Linked DNA regions of Gossypium hirsutum: all the other regions are linked to region 1. A link is a contact called in public Hi-C data. All regions are on one chromosome and are shown on one strand. The core of a region is the stretch at or near the end of the contact, and the rest is flanking DNA. Distances in the headings are between cores, read along the strand shown. Region 1 holds the start of LOC107896507 (calcium uniporter protein 2, mitochondrial). Region 2 holds the start of LOC107896489 (homeobox-leucine zipper protein ATHB-40). Region 3 holds the start of LOC107958514 (BEL1-like homeodomain protein 4).

Evidence for each region. Hi-C and Micro-C count contacts between places; a contact is called where the count stands out from the background.
Region 2: a Hi-C map of leaf shows a contact between it and region 1, with 1.9 times the contacts expected there. The contact joins the promoter of LOC107896489 here to the promoter of LOC107896507 in region 1. A contact is called at or near these places in 4 of 34 Hi-C or Micro-C datasets (all in leaf).
Region 3: a Hi-C map of leaf shows a contact between it and region 1, with 1.9 times the contacts expected there. The contact joins the promoter of LOC107958514 here to the promoter of LOC107896507 in region 1. A contact is called at or near these places in 7 of 34 Hi-C or Micro-C datasets (hypocotyl, leaf and petal).

The regions. Positions count from the first base shown.
Region 1 is chrA11:28,290,711-28,295,665 of Gossypium_hirsutum_v2.1, reverse strand. It overlaps LOC107896507 (calcium uniporter protein 2, mitochondrial), which reads right to left and starts at 2,740. Exons shown (of 2, transcript XM_016821690.2): 1 at 1,936-2,740; 2 at 483-1,143. The coding sequence starts at 2,517. The coding sequence ends at 652.
Region 2 is chrA11:27,742,112-27,747,066 of Gossypium_hirsutum_v2.1, reverse strand. It overlaps LOC107896489 (homeobox-leucine zipper protein ATHB-40), which reads left to right and starts at 1,955. Exons shown (of 3, transcript XM_016821676.2): 1 at 1,955-2,166; 2 at 2,255-2,568; 3 at 3,235-3,646. The coding sequence starts at 2,055. The coding sequence ends at 3,453.
Region 3 is chrA11:28,803,797-28,808,751 of Gossypium_hirsutum_v2.1, reverse strand. It overlaps LOC107958514 (BEL1-like homeodomain protein 4), which reads right to left and starts at 1,972. Exons shown (of 6, transcript XM_041081778.1): 1 at 1,856-1,972; 2 at 1,494-1,745; 3 at 1-1,197. The coding sequence starts at 1,118.

The sequences.
Region 1 (4,955 bases), core at 1,491-3,990:
AATTAAATTGATATCCAGTTAACTTATAACTCCAAGAAACACACATAAATTTTAATTTTAAAGGCATAAGTATATAATTTTCTTAATATTTTTTCTTTTACCCACTCGATTTCAATCTCGACCATTAAAATGGTTTTTCGAATCCAACCTTAACCTGTATAATGTTTTATGTTATATTCATTTTTACAAAAACTAAATAAAATATATGATATATAATCTTTAAAAAAATTAAGAAAATGTAATCAAAATACTTACAAAATTAAAATATAAGTTAATTTTTTTATAATTTTAATGAATTATAATTAAAACTATTTATAATATTAAAACATAATTTTAAAAATATAAAATAATTATAAAATTAAAATAAAGATATTGTTTAATGAAAGACCTGATATTTTCCACATCAAAATCGGATAAAAAAAAAGTTGATAGTTTGTGTATAGTAAAAAAGATGATTTCACTTTTTTTTACAGGCAACTTGCTTAAAAATCAATGGGGATAAAGTTTTTATTAGTTCCAATCTTTCATATGTTTAAACAAATGAAAAACTCTTCAACAGAATGTTACAGAAAGCCGCGCCTAATCCTAAAACAAAATTGTGTTATTTTGTATTCATCTTTTTGTTTTTGCTTTTTAACATGTTTCGGATCATCAATGGTCCAAAGCACCAATCTGCATCTTTTCAGAATAATCAAAGGAGGCCGCCGATGAGACCTGTAATTCTTCTTCCACTGTGGATGGGAACATTGCTTTGAGCTCATTATACCTCTGGATATCAAAATTGTATGCCTTGATCAGCTGCCTTTGCTTTGTGCTGAACCTGCTCTTATAAAACCCTTCAAAAGAAGGTTCTTTGGATGTCCTGAGGAAAAATGCATATCCAGCCATGAAATACATGGAGGTGACGTAGAAACAGATGGGTTCCATCACGTCCCATGTGAGTTCCCAAAAGGTTAGCCTCATGAACCCGGCTGTTTGGACCACCATGAATGCCAGGCCAAGCCAGAGTTCGCGACGGACCAGGGAATCGGCTTTTGAATCGATTATTGCTTTCTCCTTTTCTAGCGCAGCCAGTTCTTTTCTTCTGGGATCATTCGGGTTTGATCTAGATAAAGGAATTAGACCACCAAGTGCTTTTGCTACCTGTAGTCACAAAGTGGAAATCTCTGTTGGCTCAACTTGAAAGAAACAAAAATTGACTCAAATTCGTACCAGTAATTATGACTATGAAGGATGATGAAAGCAAGTAAACAATAAAAAGTGATTAATGCTTATGTCAGGTCAAGTTGAAGCCCATCTTTATCATATGAGGCCATTCCAACCTCTATTCCTCCACCAACCATTTTCCTTGTTCGACAACGCCACCTTTCCGCTCAATAGTTTCGTACATCTCCTCAAATCTAAACATCCAAACACATCTTCCCCAATTCGTTGCCCATTAAAACATAACTCCCATCATCACCCCTCGCCCTCTACCAACTCAAAAGTTGGAGAATATGCATGCAAAACAAAATGTAGAAACATCCAAGGGCTTTATTTATAAAAGCCCAGGAGATTAACTGTGAAAAAAAAGTTGTGATATTTGTGGTCATACTGTAGAAACATCCGAGGGATTTATTTATAAAAAATTTGGGTCCTTCAGTTCAATTCTCAGAAACCATCTCAAATGTGATACGTTTTTAGAGACCTGTAGTAAAAAAAAAATCCTGTTGAAATTAGCAGAAAAAGAAACCCAGAAAATCAGTTTTCGGTAGCTTCTAATGCTAATAATAAGTGAATTGAATTCGGGACCTACTTTTCATCACCATCACCATAAGCATGTAATTTTAATGTATACATATATGCTATCGTTGTAAGCCAAAACATAAATAAGATCTTATCTGCTTTCAATATAAAATTTCAAGAGATAATAAATAGACAAAAAAATTTATCTACCTGTTCCGATCGTAAAACGACGATGTTTCCTAATACGACGACGGTTCCTGATTCATCTAGCAATTTCGCAAACTGCAATCCTTGTTCATGATCCGAACAACTTTCTCCGCAAATCCGAAGAAAGTCGGAATAAGAAATCCAGATTTTCCCTGTCTCTCTCAGCTTCGTTTTCACCACTTCCAACTGCGCCACCTTTAACAACTTCTTCGCTTCCCGAACGGACAGTGCAGGCAGCTCCGAAACCGCCGATTTCGCCTCCAAGTGCGAGCTCAACCCGTCTAACCGGATGCGATCCCTGGACACATCGATTTCCCTTAATCTCTCCATTAAATTCTCCCCCATCGGTAACTTCCTCATCGCCGGTGAAGCCATAGATCCTTTATGAAGAAACCGCCTGAACATGCCATGGCCGTTACCCTTAGCATCTACTGGATCCACCGTCATACCGGTTGCTGCTTTCCCCGTTTTTCTTGCGATCCGCTTCTGAACCGTCGGTGAGGAAATCCGGCAGTTAGTAACAGCTTGCGAAGAAATTTTCGAAATATTAAAAAGCTTCTCTGCCAAGGTTTTCCTCAACGCCATTGCTAGAAATTAAAGAAGCTAACTAATTATCAAAAAGTTGTTGTTGTTGTTGTTTTTTTTTTTTTCTGGGGTGGGGGGGATAGAGTTTAGAAGATTTGAAAGCTTTGCTCGCTTGGTGTTGGCACAATCAATGAAGGTTTTGGCCCGTTTTATAGGGTCCAACAATGGAGGAAGATAAACAGAAAAATAGAAATTTACAAAAAAAGAATGAAAATAACGCGAGAATTTGAGAGATTTGAAAACATACTTCGCACTTTAGATTACTCCCTGCCTTACATTTTCGAGCATGCTTATAGGATCATCTCGTTAGGGGCGATTCTTTTCAATTTATCGGAACGAGAAATTGGAGAACCGATTTCACGAGAGGAAATATCGAAGAGCATGAGCTAATCACACTACACGTGGAGGGTTGAGCTTGAACTACAAATGACCTTTTGAACCGTCAGATCATATGAAAATTTATCATTCGCGCCTTACCTGATGTTGACTTTCATTTTGTAATTCATAAATACTGATTTGTTGAACACGTGTAACATTATTAGCGGAAGAAATCTAGAAGGTGAGAATAAATAGAAGGGTTTGGATTACATGGGAAAATTTCTGTGTGTTTGACGGCAGCTAAGACAGAAGTGGAAAGCAAATCAAGTTTCCTTTTTGGGGTTGGATGGATGAATATAAACGTTCACACAAACGTGTCGCCACATATATTTTGGTATTTATGTAATAAACAAAATCTTTAAAGTTGTTTGCGTTCACGATAAATCCTCAACATTTTATTTTATTTTTCTTTGGGTGACAAAAATTTCGTCAAGGAGTTGATATAACGATTGCCACCTGGTGGCTGTAAGATAATAATAATAAAAAAAAAACAGTATCACAGTCAAAGCATTTGAGGAGTTAATAAAATATGAAAAAGATTTGATGGTTAAAACAAATTTGAAATATTCGTTTTTTATTCACTTTATAATCCCTTAATTATTGAACATTTTAACATAATTATAGCTCACGACTAATTCTAACTCAAATCCTCCCAAGCATTTGTAATCCGACCATATTCTTTTGGTTTTATTGTGGGGAGAAACATATATTCAACCATTCCAAATTGATTCAATATTTACATATCAGTTCTAAAGTGGCTAAATTTATTTTGATCTAAATTTAAAAATGTTAACTTAAATCATTTTAATAACGATTAATGCTAATGATAATAATTTAGATGTACAAAACAATATTATTTGAAACTAAAATAATAATGAATGTGACAAAATTATTTTCCTTATCCATCAAATGAAGCTTAAGTAATGTAAATGTTTCAAGACAGCTTCATGAATATATGTTATTTATTTAAGGATAAAGAAGAAATATAGGAAGGTGATGTGGTGCTTAGATTTTCTTTTTGTTGTTCTTCGAATGCTGGGGTTTAGATTAGATCCATAACCAAATTTGATTCTAGATTCAACACTTATTTTAAAAGATAACATAAAATAAAAAAGAATTTAATCACATGATTAATGTTTTCATCTTAAAAAATACATCTAATTTTCTGCATAATTTAAGATAATATATTAAAACTTTATTTTATATTAATATTAACCTATCAACTTAACCAGATAACTCCTAAATAAGTAGTTGGATCACAATGTTTAAAAGTTTTCTTCAACAATATTTTAAGCAAATCCAACTGATTATAAAAATTATTTTAGGGCACATTTATGAATAAATTAATAAAGTTTAATTTGGTTGAAATTACGGTTTTAGGGATTTTGATATCTTTTTTCTAAGATTGTTATTCTACACGCTGTGAATTTTATTTTTTTTAACTTTCTATGGGTATAATATTAAGAAAAAGAATTAATGGATTGACAGATGTTACTTTTTTTAATACAACTTTTGGAGTTCAAAATATTTTATTATTAGTGTACCAAATGATTTTTATGATTATTATTTATTATTGCTGTCATTCAACTTAATTAGAAAATACATAAAAATCAAATTATATAATAAATATATATTTAATATTTTTTTCATAATTTAATTGTTAACCAAAAAAATAAAATTATCTAGGCACTTGCCAGCCATTAAAATGGGAAAAATAATTTTTATATTTTTATAAAATTATAAATTAATAAATAATGAAATTAATTCTTTAAAAATTATAAAGACATAAATTAATGCAATTATGAAATTACATTTTAATTATTATAAAAATACATAACTCAATTCTTATCCAAAATAATTTCTAGCTTCACCCCTTTCCTTACTAACCCATTCTCAGTCACCATTTCTTAAACCAAATCAAAATTGGAATAAAAATAATAATAGATTAATAAATAAAAATTATAGATCGTAATTAGAATTAAAATTCATTATCCATTCCTTAACTGCTAACTAAAAGATGAAGATTGGAAGAAAGGTATATAATGTCTTATCATAATGAA
Region 2 (4,955 bases), core at 706-3,205, 550 kb after region 1:
ACTCGTGTCCTTGTCTCCACTCCAATATTCCCCCAAAGCATCAGTCAAGTGAACTAACCATGAGACGTAAATAAGTGTGCAAGTTTTGTTATCATCAAAACCACATGAAAAACTAATTAAATCCAAAGGGTGATTAACAATCTAAGTGAATCATAATTTCAGCCGAAAATTGGACCTAAACATAATATATATAAATAGTTAAATTGTGGGGTTTAAGTAAATTATAATTTTGTCACATCAATTTAACACTTTATCAATGGATTTCATTTTTCAATTACAAAATTGTGGATATCAGAAAAAAAAATGTTATGTTGTTTTAAGCAGCTCTTCCACCTCATTTACTTTGTTTTTTAGTTATAAAATCATAACCCAATCCCCTATTCTTTTGGCTTAAAATCCAATAGTGGAAAAGTTTATCTTAAGAGTGAAATGATGGAAATGTAGGAAACATTATCCAATCAAAAATTAGAAACTCTAATTTTTAATAAAATCAAGACGTCAACAATGACGACATATCCTCTCTTCTACTTCTGACCTTAAGAGATTTCTCCAACAACCTTAATATTCTTTCAAAAAGAAAAGATTGCTTCCCCGATGCATCTGTAATAATAATAATTCTTAATTCCCTTGAAAAAAAATGATAATACTTAATGAAAGTACTAACTAATCCCAAATTTTCATAACTTTTCTTTATGTTTTTCATTCGTCTCTCGAGCCACGATTGAGATATGGTTAAAAGTAGTCATGGGGTATTGGCTCATAGTTATAACCATTTTACAGACACATGGAAATAAGTGAAAATACCTCCCAATTGGACAACAATGGCTGACTAGAATGCCCAGATCCAGAGGCCAAACCTAATTTACCAACTTTGTTTATGGACTTCAATAGTGGCCAGCTTTGGGATCCCCAAACCCCTTTTAATTAACTTGCAAAATTATGTATTACTTGCTTGCTTACCACCATCACCCCTTATCACTTAATTTGGAAAGCCTACCAATCCTAGTTTTGTCTAAGGAGATCACAATTAAGAGAATGATTTATTTTAGGTTTTAAGTTAAAATCAGGATAATTATTTCTTTTACAGCTTTAAAAAAAAAATATCATCCTTATCTCATGCACAGAACTTACATGAAAGAATATCATAGAGGTGTGTTTGATAAATTATAAAAAAATTTCAACATTTAATATTTTAAATTTATTTAGTAATTATTTTAATTTTTACTTAATATAAAATTTTAACCAAAAAGTATTGAATAAGGTAAGAAGATATATAGCTACTTATTACTTGAGGTAGAAAATATTAAATTGATTTTATTTTATTAAAAATTGAAATAAATTATTAGTTTTTAAATAAGATATTTAAATTGTCGTATTTATTTTCATTTAAAATTATCTAAAATAATATAAAATATTATATTAATAAGATTAAAATTAAAAATAAATAATTTTTTAAAAATCAATATTTACTTTTATCAAACAATATAATTATAGTCCGTATTTATATTTACTAATTTTTTAAATAATTTTTTGATATAAATTCAATACTTATAAAATTTAACAATAAAAATTTAATACATAATTTTTTCACATTTAAAATTTTCAATTAATCAATCACATCCTAAAACTTTAACCAAACCATGTATTATATAGTGAAAAAAAAACGATGAACTTTTGAAATTTAGGGTTTTGTTGTCTAACTTTATCCACTTGTTGGACGTGGGGATGGCAAATTTGGTTGACAGAATTTTCCAAACTAGTTCAATGATACAGTTTAGATGTGACAGTATTTCTTATTGTCTCAAACTAGTGTACCAAATTGTAATACTATAATGGTATTGTTGTTATTCATAAGAACGTGATGTCCAATATTGGAAACAAAGGTCTTATGGTAAACAAACAACTGCTAACTAGTCCTACTCTTAACCCTATAAATAAACCACATCACTTCCTTAACTCATCCATTACTTCTCTCAGGGATCACCCGTTTCTCAATTTAAGTGAAAGCCAGAGGAAAAAAAAAACACACCCGAAAAGCTAGAAAGAAAGAGAAAATGAGCCAAGATTATGAAATGATGACAAGCCAAATGAATGAACATGAAGATCATATTGCTCTTATCTCCCAAATCTACCCTGGATTTTACACCCAAATTGCAACACACCAAGGTACTGATCAATGTGGCATGGACTTAAAACCACAAACATATTTATTCTTGCATTGTTTTATAATTAAGCCAGGCTTTTGGTTGAGCAGGGGAACCGAAGCCTCGACGGCGGCGGAAGAAGAACAAGGGAGGGGAGAACAGCCAGTGTGCGGTGGCTAAAAAAAGGAAGCTTAACCAGGAACAAGTCACTCTCCTTGAACTTAATTTTGGTAACGAACATAAACTAGAGTCAGAAAGGAAAGATCGGATTGCTTCAGAGCTGGGACTTGACCCTCGTCAGGTTGCTGTTTGGTTCCAAAATCGTAGAGCTCGTTGGAAGAACAAGAAGCTGGAGGAAGAGTATAGCACGCTCAAGTCTCTTCACGAAACTGTTGTTCTCGACAAATGCCGACTTGAATCCGAGGTATGTAAATATACATATATCTTTTATTTCCCAAATGAAAATCATTTTAACTTGCAAAAAAAGAAAAAATCCGGTTTTAATCACACTTGTAAGTTTATTTGGATGTTTAAATGCAAACCCTTTGTTTTTCTTATATTTTAGACATAATTCCTTGTGGTTTCTTAGAACCAAACAGGAAAAAATATGTATGTTTTCAGAGATTAAATAATTAAAAAAATAATTCAAACTTGAGGAGGCGTTTGTTGGAAGGAAATGAAACTAATTAAGGAAGTAGCAGCGTCTTTGATCTTTATCTTTTTGATAAAAAAAGATACGGTGACCCACCAATATCAGAACATGCACGAGCTCAGGGCTCGAAGAAAGCCATGTCATGTACTTATGTTGTTGGGTTTAAGCTATTAAAAATATCAGTTAATGAGATCATAAGTTTATGTTCAATTAAAAGAAAGTGGGAAACGATATTCTTGGACAAAAAAAGTGGGATAACATTGACAAGGAACAACAAACAGCCACCTCATTGCACAACAAAAAGTAGTTGAAAATGTTTTCCAATGAAAAACAGAGGGTCCACTTCCATACACCATACTGTCTTGTGGCAGGGGTTGGGCTTAGCCGAAGCCCACTTTTACATTCAATTTAAATTTGTTTCTTTGGTTACAATTATAGGTGGTAAAGCTTAAGGAGCAACTTAGCGAGGCGGAGAAGGAAATCCTGCAACTAACGGAACGAGTAGATGGGGTTTCCAGCAAAAGTACAAGCTCATCTGTACTGTCAATGGAAGCCATTGATCCAGTTTTCCATGGGGAATTTGGATATGAAGATGTTTTCTATATTGGAGAAAACAATTATGTTCTTGGCATGGAGTGGATGAATCTTTTTATGTAATTATCATATCACTAGTTAGCGTGTGTAGATATGGATAATTAAGACCTCCAAATCCATTGTAATTAATCCTTAATTTCTTTTCTTAACTACTGTTATGTTATATAAAGTGTTGTAATGTTAACTTAGATTCATATTAATTTAGAAATCTTTTTTTAACTACTATTATCGAATAAAAACACTTTTTTTTACAGCATACTGTATTTGACATTTAGATAACTTTATAGAAATTTTTTTTTTTTAAATTTCAAACCTACATTTTAATTTTTGGCTTTTCAAGTTTCATGGTAAAATTATCGAAACACCTCCTTTTATTCTTTCATCCTCCCCAACAGTATTTTCCTCTTTAGCTTTAATGTATCATTATATATATATATTTTTTTTAAAATTTATAATTTAAATTAATTTATACCTCATATTTAAAATAAACATTTTAACCTTTCACTCTAGTTTTTTATAACAATAATTAACAAATAACACTTTTCCACAATACTTTTGAAAATTATTTTCTTTAGCTGAAGGGAATTATTTTTTTTTATTTAAGGGTTGAGGAGAAACTATAAATAATTTTTAAGCATTGTATTAAAGATAAAATATGATAAAAAAATTTAAAATTAATGTTAAAAAATTACTTTCTTTAAAAACATTTTTCAGCCATAATAGTAGTAAAGTATTACGCATTTATGTTTATAATCAAACTCTCAAATGGGGTCATAATCTCTACTGTCTTTTTAGTAGAGATTGAAAGAAAATTGAATTAATAATTTTCTGAACAATAACTTTTCTTAGGTTTTGTTTAACAATTCATTAAAAAAAATTAAATCAACTAAAAAAATTTCAGTTAATTTAATTTTTTAACTACGTTTTATAAACCATAATAAAAGAACAATTTATAGAATTTTTCAATGGAAATGTGTAAAACTACTTCTTACTCAATGTACATTTTTTTCAGTTCTTTTTATTTTATTTTATTTCTTTTAATTTTATTTTTTAAATTACTTTTAAAATTTAAAAATTACATTAATTAACCAGTCTAATCATATTCGGTACTTAATTTCATGAAATATACTAAATATATTTTATAACTTAAATTCAACACTTAATTTTTTTAATTTATCAAACAACACCCTATGTAATATATATGTAAATAATGAAAATTTTAGATTTCACAAATCAATTAAGAATGATTACATGCTCTTTAATAATAATAATAGTAGTAATAATAATAATAAAATATAACACTAGATTTTAACTATAAATCACCAATCTGTCCTATAAAAACCAAGAGAAAGAGAAAATTAGGATAAGAGTATTTAGAAGTGAAAATTTTCATGGATAATAATACCAATACATTCCATTTGTCTATAGGTGGCAAAAGTAAATCCATTTGACTATGAATCCATTATAAATTAGTAGCTGTGTTTAGGTAAAGCAAAAAGTGAAAATGCTTTATAGCAATGCAGATACAATGCACCAAAATCCATTAGCTAGGGTTTTTAGATTCT
Region 3 (4,955 bases), core at 723-3,222, 510 kb before region 1:
GAGGATCCGAACCCAACATGATGAACCTGTTGGTTTTGTCCCACTCCGCCTTGCAGATGCATTGTCTGATGATGACTGCCCAAATTCCTGTACTGATGAAACTGAGCAGCCGAACCCCCTCCTTGATTATAGTACAGTAAACCCCCGTCTCCCATCCTTAATTCTTCAGCTTTAGCAGCCTCCAAGTGTTGCAAAGAAGATGATAAAGATAGTGAAAGACCTTGGCCTTCCACAACACTTCCAATTTCATTTTGGCTGCTGAGTTGGGAATCAGTGTTGTTGCCTCCTTCATGAGCACTACCAGGAACCCAAGTAAATTGAGGTGGAGATAGAACAGTACTTGTTCCGAAACCCCCTCCAGGACCTGATACGTTAAACCCTTGAAGAGAAGTAGATGGATTTGGAAGCAACATGTGAAGAGTATTAGAAGAAGTTGCTGGAGGAGGTGGAGGAGGAGATGGTGATCGTTGCTGCGGATTCATCAAGAAAAGATGCATGGCAGCTGCTGAGTCGGCATTAATGCTTGGTAGCTGCTGCTGCTGCTGATGCTGTTGAGCTAAACTGTCACGGGTAATGTGACTCTTTGATTCACCTAACTGTCCCAAACCCCCAACAACACCTTGCCTGTTGCTATACCACTCGTTGGTATTACCTTGGACTGGCCGGTGTGCTCGATAATTCGGCTGTACATGCTGGTCTAGTAACTCGGCCGAGGCAGTGGCGGCAGCAGCGGCAGCAGCCGCACCCGAAGGGAAATTGAACATTTCGGATAACATACCTGCGGTTTCATAAACAGGGAGAGAAGTTGATTCTTCCTCTTCTATCCCTACTAATGGTGGAGGTGGCGGCTCAAAGCCTTCAACTCTTAGTTTATCTCTCCGGATCTGCTGTTCTAAGTGCTGTTGCTGCTGCTTTTGGTGTTCTTGGTGGCTTACGGCTGATCTCTCGAATCCATTCGAGAAGCTGAAGATGCCAGCTGCTTGATGGTAATCTTGGGACATAGAATTAGTAGAATTGTTGCTCTTGTGTTGAATTGGGATTTGATGGTGAATTTTTTTAGAGGGTTGAGATTCTTGAGAAAGAATTGATGCGACGAGTGGTGGCGTTGCTATTCCCATATCAGCATCTTCTTCTTCATCATCATATCCTTTTTCTTTATTTACCTCTCTCCCTCTATCAAATTCCTTCACCTTCTTGCTGTTTCAATTATGAATCGGTAACCCACATAGAGAAACAAATAACACCCATCATAAAAAAACAAATCACTCTTATCAGGGGAAAAAAAAAGAACAAAGAAAAAGGAAAGATAGGAACAGAGAGGATCAAATTCTCTCAGTTAAGTGAAGGAAAAAAAGAAAAAAAACTGGTGTAAGGGATGAAACAAGTCTATGTTGATTATGTTTTGGATGTTTTTGTAACCCTTTTGATCATTTTCAGCTATATATGAGAGAGAGAGAGAGAGAGAGAGTGTGTGTGTGTATATATAGGCAGACCTTGTTAGAGTTGCAGCAGCATATGAAAGGATATAAAGCTCTTATAGCTAGACATATCCCTTCCGTGTGTTATTATTGAAAGATTCTTCAATTCCCTCCCTCCTTTCTTTTCATTTCCTTTCATTTGCTTTCTCACTGTGTATGTGTGTAGTCCTCCGTCTGTCGTCTCTTTCTTTCTCTTTCTCTCCTTTTCCTTCCTTGCAGTAGTGACTAGATATTATTTTTCACCTCTTGAATATTCCCCTGGTGAAACTATATGAATATAAGGGGAGAAAAGAAAAGAAGTAAGAAAGGAATGAAAATGGAGGCTGATCTGAGAAAAACAGATAATTCACTTTCACAACAAAACATATAGAAATAACCTTAGCCTCCTCAAAGACACAGAGGTGAGAGAAAATAAGAAACAAAAGGGTGGTCGCTATTCTTTTCTCCTTCACCACTTTTCACGCTGCCAATATTTTTATACTAATTATTATTATTATTTCCTTTTTTTTTCTTTAAATTCACAATTAGGTTTAATGAATCATAATCAAGGACTTGAGTTTTAGTTTATTAGATATATTTTCAATTTACAAAAATAACCTTAACTACAAATTTTAGATTGCGGGTATAAATTTATTATTCAACCCGGAGAAAAATAAAATGTAAAAAACCGAATAATTTGGGTAGATGTAGAAATTAAAAATGAATAAGGTTGAAAAAAAAGTCTGACTATTACTATAATTTTAATTGACACGCAAGCTATGGAATAAAAGAAAGATAAGGTTAGTACAAAGTCATCTCAATCATCTAAACTACCACCATCCTGTATATGGTAAAATGACTAAACTGCCCCAGTTGATTATTTTATATTCATCAACAGCAATAGTTGGTAAGGGTAAAAATATCATTTCGGGAAGCCATATTTTTTTTATTATCCAACTTTCTTTTGTATGAAAATAATAATAATAATAATAATAATAATAATATCTGATATTATAAATAAAACAATATAATCAAATGTTTAGCGGTTAATTGAAACAAATTTATAGGTGGAAGGCGTATTGTTTAGTGAATGAAATTATTTTTATGGCATTAAAGATGTTTAATAAAAATAAGATAGAAGGGCACGTGCCGAAGGCTGGCGATGAAGACAAGTTAGGTTTTATATAGGGGTTGTAAGGTCTGAAAACCACACTTAACTGCTTTCTGGTTTGGCAATGTCAAGATGGACATGTTTCATTAATCTTTTTCTTATGTCTTTTATTTTTCTACTTATGTTTACATTTTTATTTAAAAATCATCAGCTCCATTAAATTTGTAATATGCCTTCGCTTTCCTTTTTCTCGTATTTAAGATTAACTGTTAATACAAAAATCTTTATATTTTTAATCAAATATATGTTTGGATAGAGATTAATATTAGAAAGGAAATACAACTGTTATTGATTAATTACCAAATTCAGTTTTATTCTTATATTTTATTTTAAAACTATATATTATATTCTTAGCGTTGAATATATATATATTTATTTATTTATTTTTTATAAATATTTTACTATATTCTTAAACAATACTTGTCAACCCTTAATCTTATTTGTGATGTATATATCAAATTATTTTAACACTTAAATTATATATAATAGGTACCCTAATTTAATGAACAATGTTCCCTCAAACTTTGTCTAGATATATAAGTACCAAGGGATTTTCCATCATCTGAAAATGCTATTTAACTAATTAGTGTTTCAGCTAAGATTTGACAATATACAAAGTAACTTAATTTATTAGTTTTCTTGGTCTACACGTGTGGGCTTTTTATATTTGCAATGATTACCCAAAGAGTGAAAAAAAGAGAAACAGAAGAGCTGGAGACAATAATTGTTTAACAATAATTAACCTTTTATAGTTTCTAAAAATGTATACCTTTATTTTTAATTATTGTTATTTATCAATGATAATGATAAATTTTAAATTATATAAGAAAATATAATGTTAATTTTTTTAAAAAATTAAAATTAAAATAAAACAATCTGCATCAATTATAATAGTATTTCATGATAAATAGGAAATAAATTTAAACTAAATTAATAAACATATTTAATAAAAGTGATTGAAAAATAATTGGTGACACTTGATTTTCTTTTCAAAGCAAACTCACATATAATTCTAACACATTAATGCTAAAATATTCATTTTTTAGCAATATTTTTTTTAGATATTACTTGATTGAATACACCTAATTACTGAATGTTATTTTAATATTAAAAATATTAATTATTTTAATAAATTATTTAATATTTTAATTTTATTTTAATAATAAATTTTAAAATTAATAATTTTAAATAATATTCTTCACACATTATTGAAAATATTCAATATTAATATTTTAATAATAAATATTTATTACAATTATAAATATATTAATAATAAATATTTTGTAGTATAAAAGTTAAAATATGTCATAAGTCTATGTACTTTTCGCGAATTTGTAATTTAGTCTCTGTATTCTTATTTTCAAGAATTTAGTCCATTCAATTTTCAGATTTGAAAATCAAGTTCAATTGTTGATATTGACAATTTTTTTTGTCAATTTTGTTGATGTCACATTTTTTTTTAAAAAAAAACTCACTTGATAGTCATGTAACTCAAAAATGACATTGTAATGAACCTGAATTTAACAAAATATTTTTAATATATGCAAAACCAATGTAAAATATAAATTTATATATATAAGAAAAAGTGAATTAAACAATGAAAAGATAAGAAAATCTCAAATGTATATTTGTTTCATTGAAAATAGTTTTTATGAAATATTTTTAAGAAATTTTTCAAACAACAGAAAATATTTTACACAGATTCACTCAAACATCAGAAAACATTAACTTTTTCAGCAAAGTAAGTAATTTTCCGAAAACTATTTTTAGTAAAACAAACAGACCCTAAGAAGGGAAATATTTTGATTGAATAGCAGTATATATATAAGTGTAAAAAGTAGTCTTAATTTGAATGAATTAATAATTCAAGCTTTTGTTGTATACTTATATTTGATATGAGTATGATGTTGTTACTCTCATCCTTATCTTTAATATTGTATAAAAGAAAATTAAATGATGTAGAGGTCACTTTCATGTAATAATAAATGCAATGCTCCCAAAGTTCTGAACCCCAGCTGGTTATGTCTTTCTTTTTGTTCTTTAATCAATAATTCACCCCAAGGTTTTGGCATATATAGTTTCTTGAACTTCAAAAGTGTGTTAATATGATCTCGGACAGCATTACTATTATTTTGATGGCATCCTTTTTCTCTTCTTTCATATTTTAATGTGTAGATAGATTTTGCTGCAATATTTGCCACTAGAAAGGATGCATTTCCTGTTTCTTGTTGACAGATTGGCAGCACTGTGTTGTACACTCATGACTAATCTATATTAATAGTAAATGAAATAATATTTTATTAGCGCCAGTAAATAACCTGCGAACA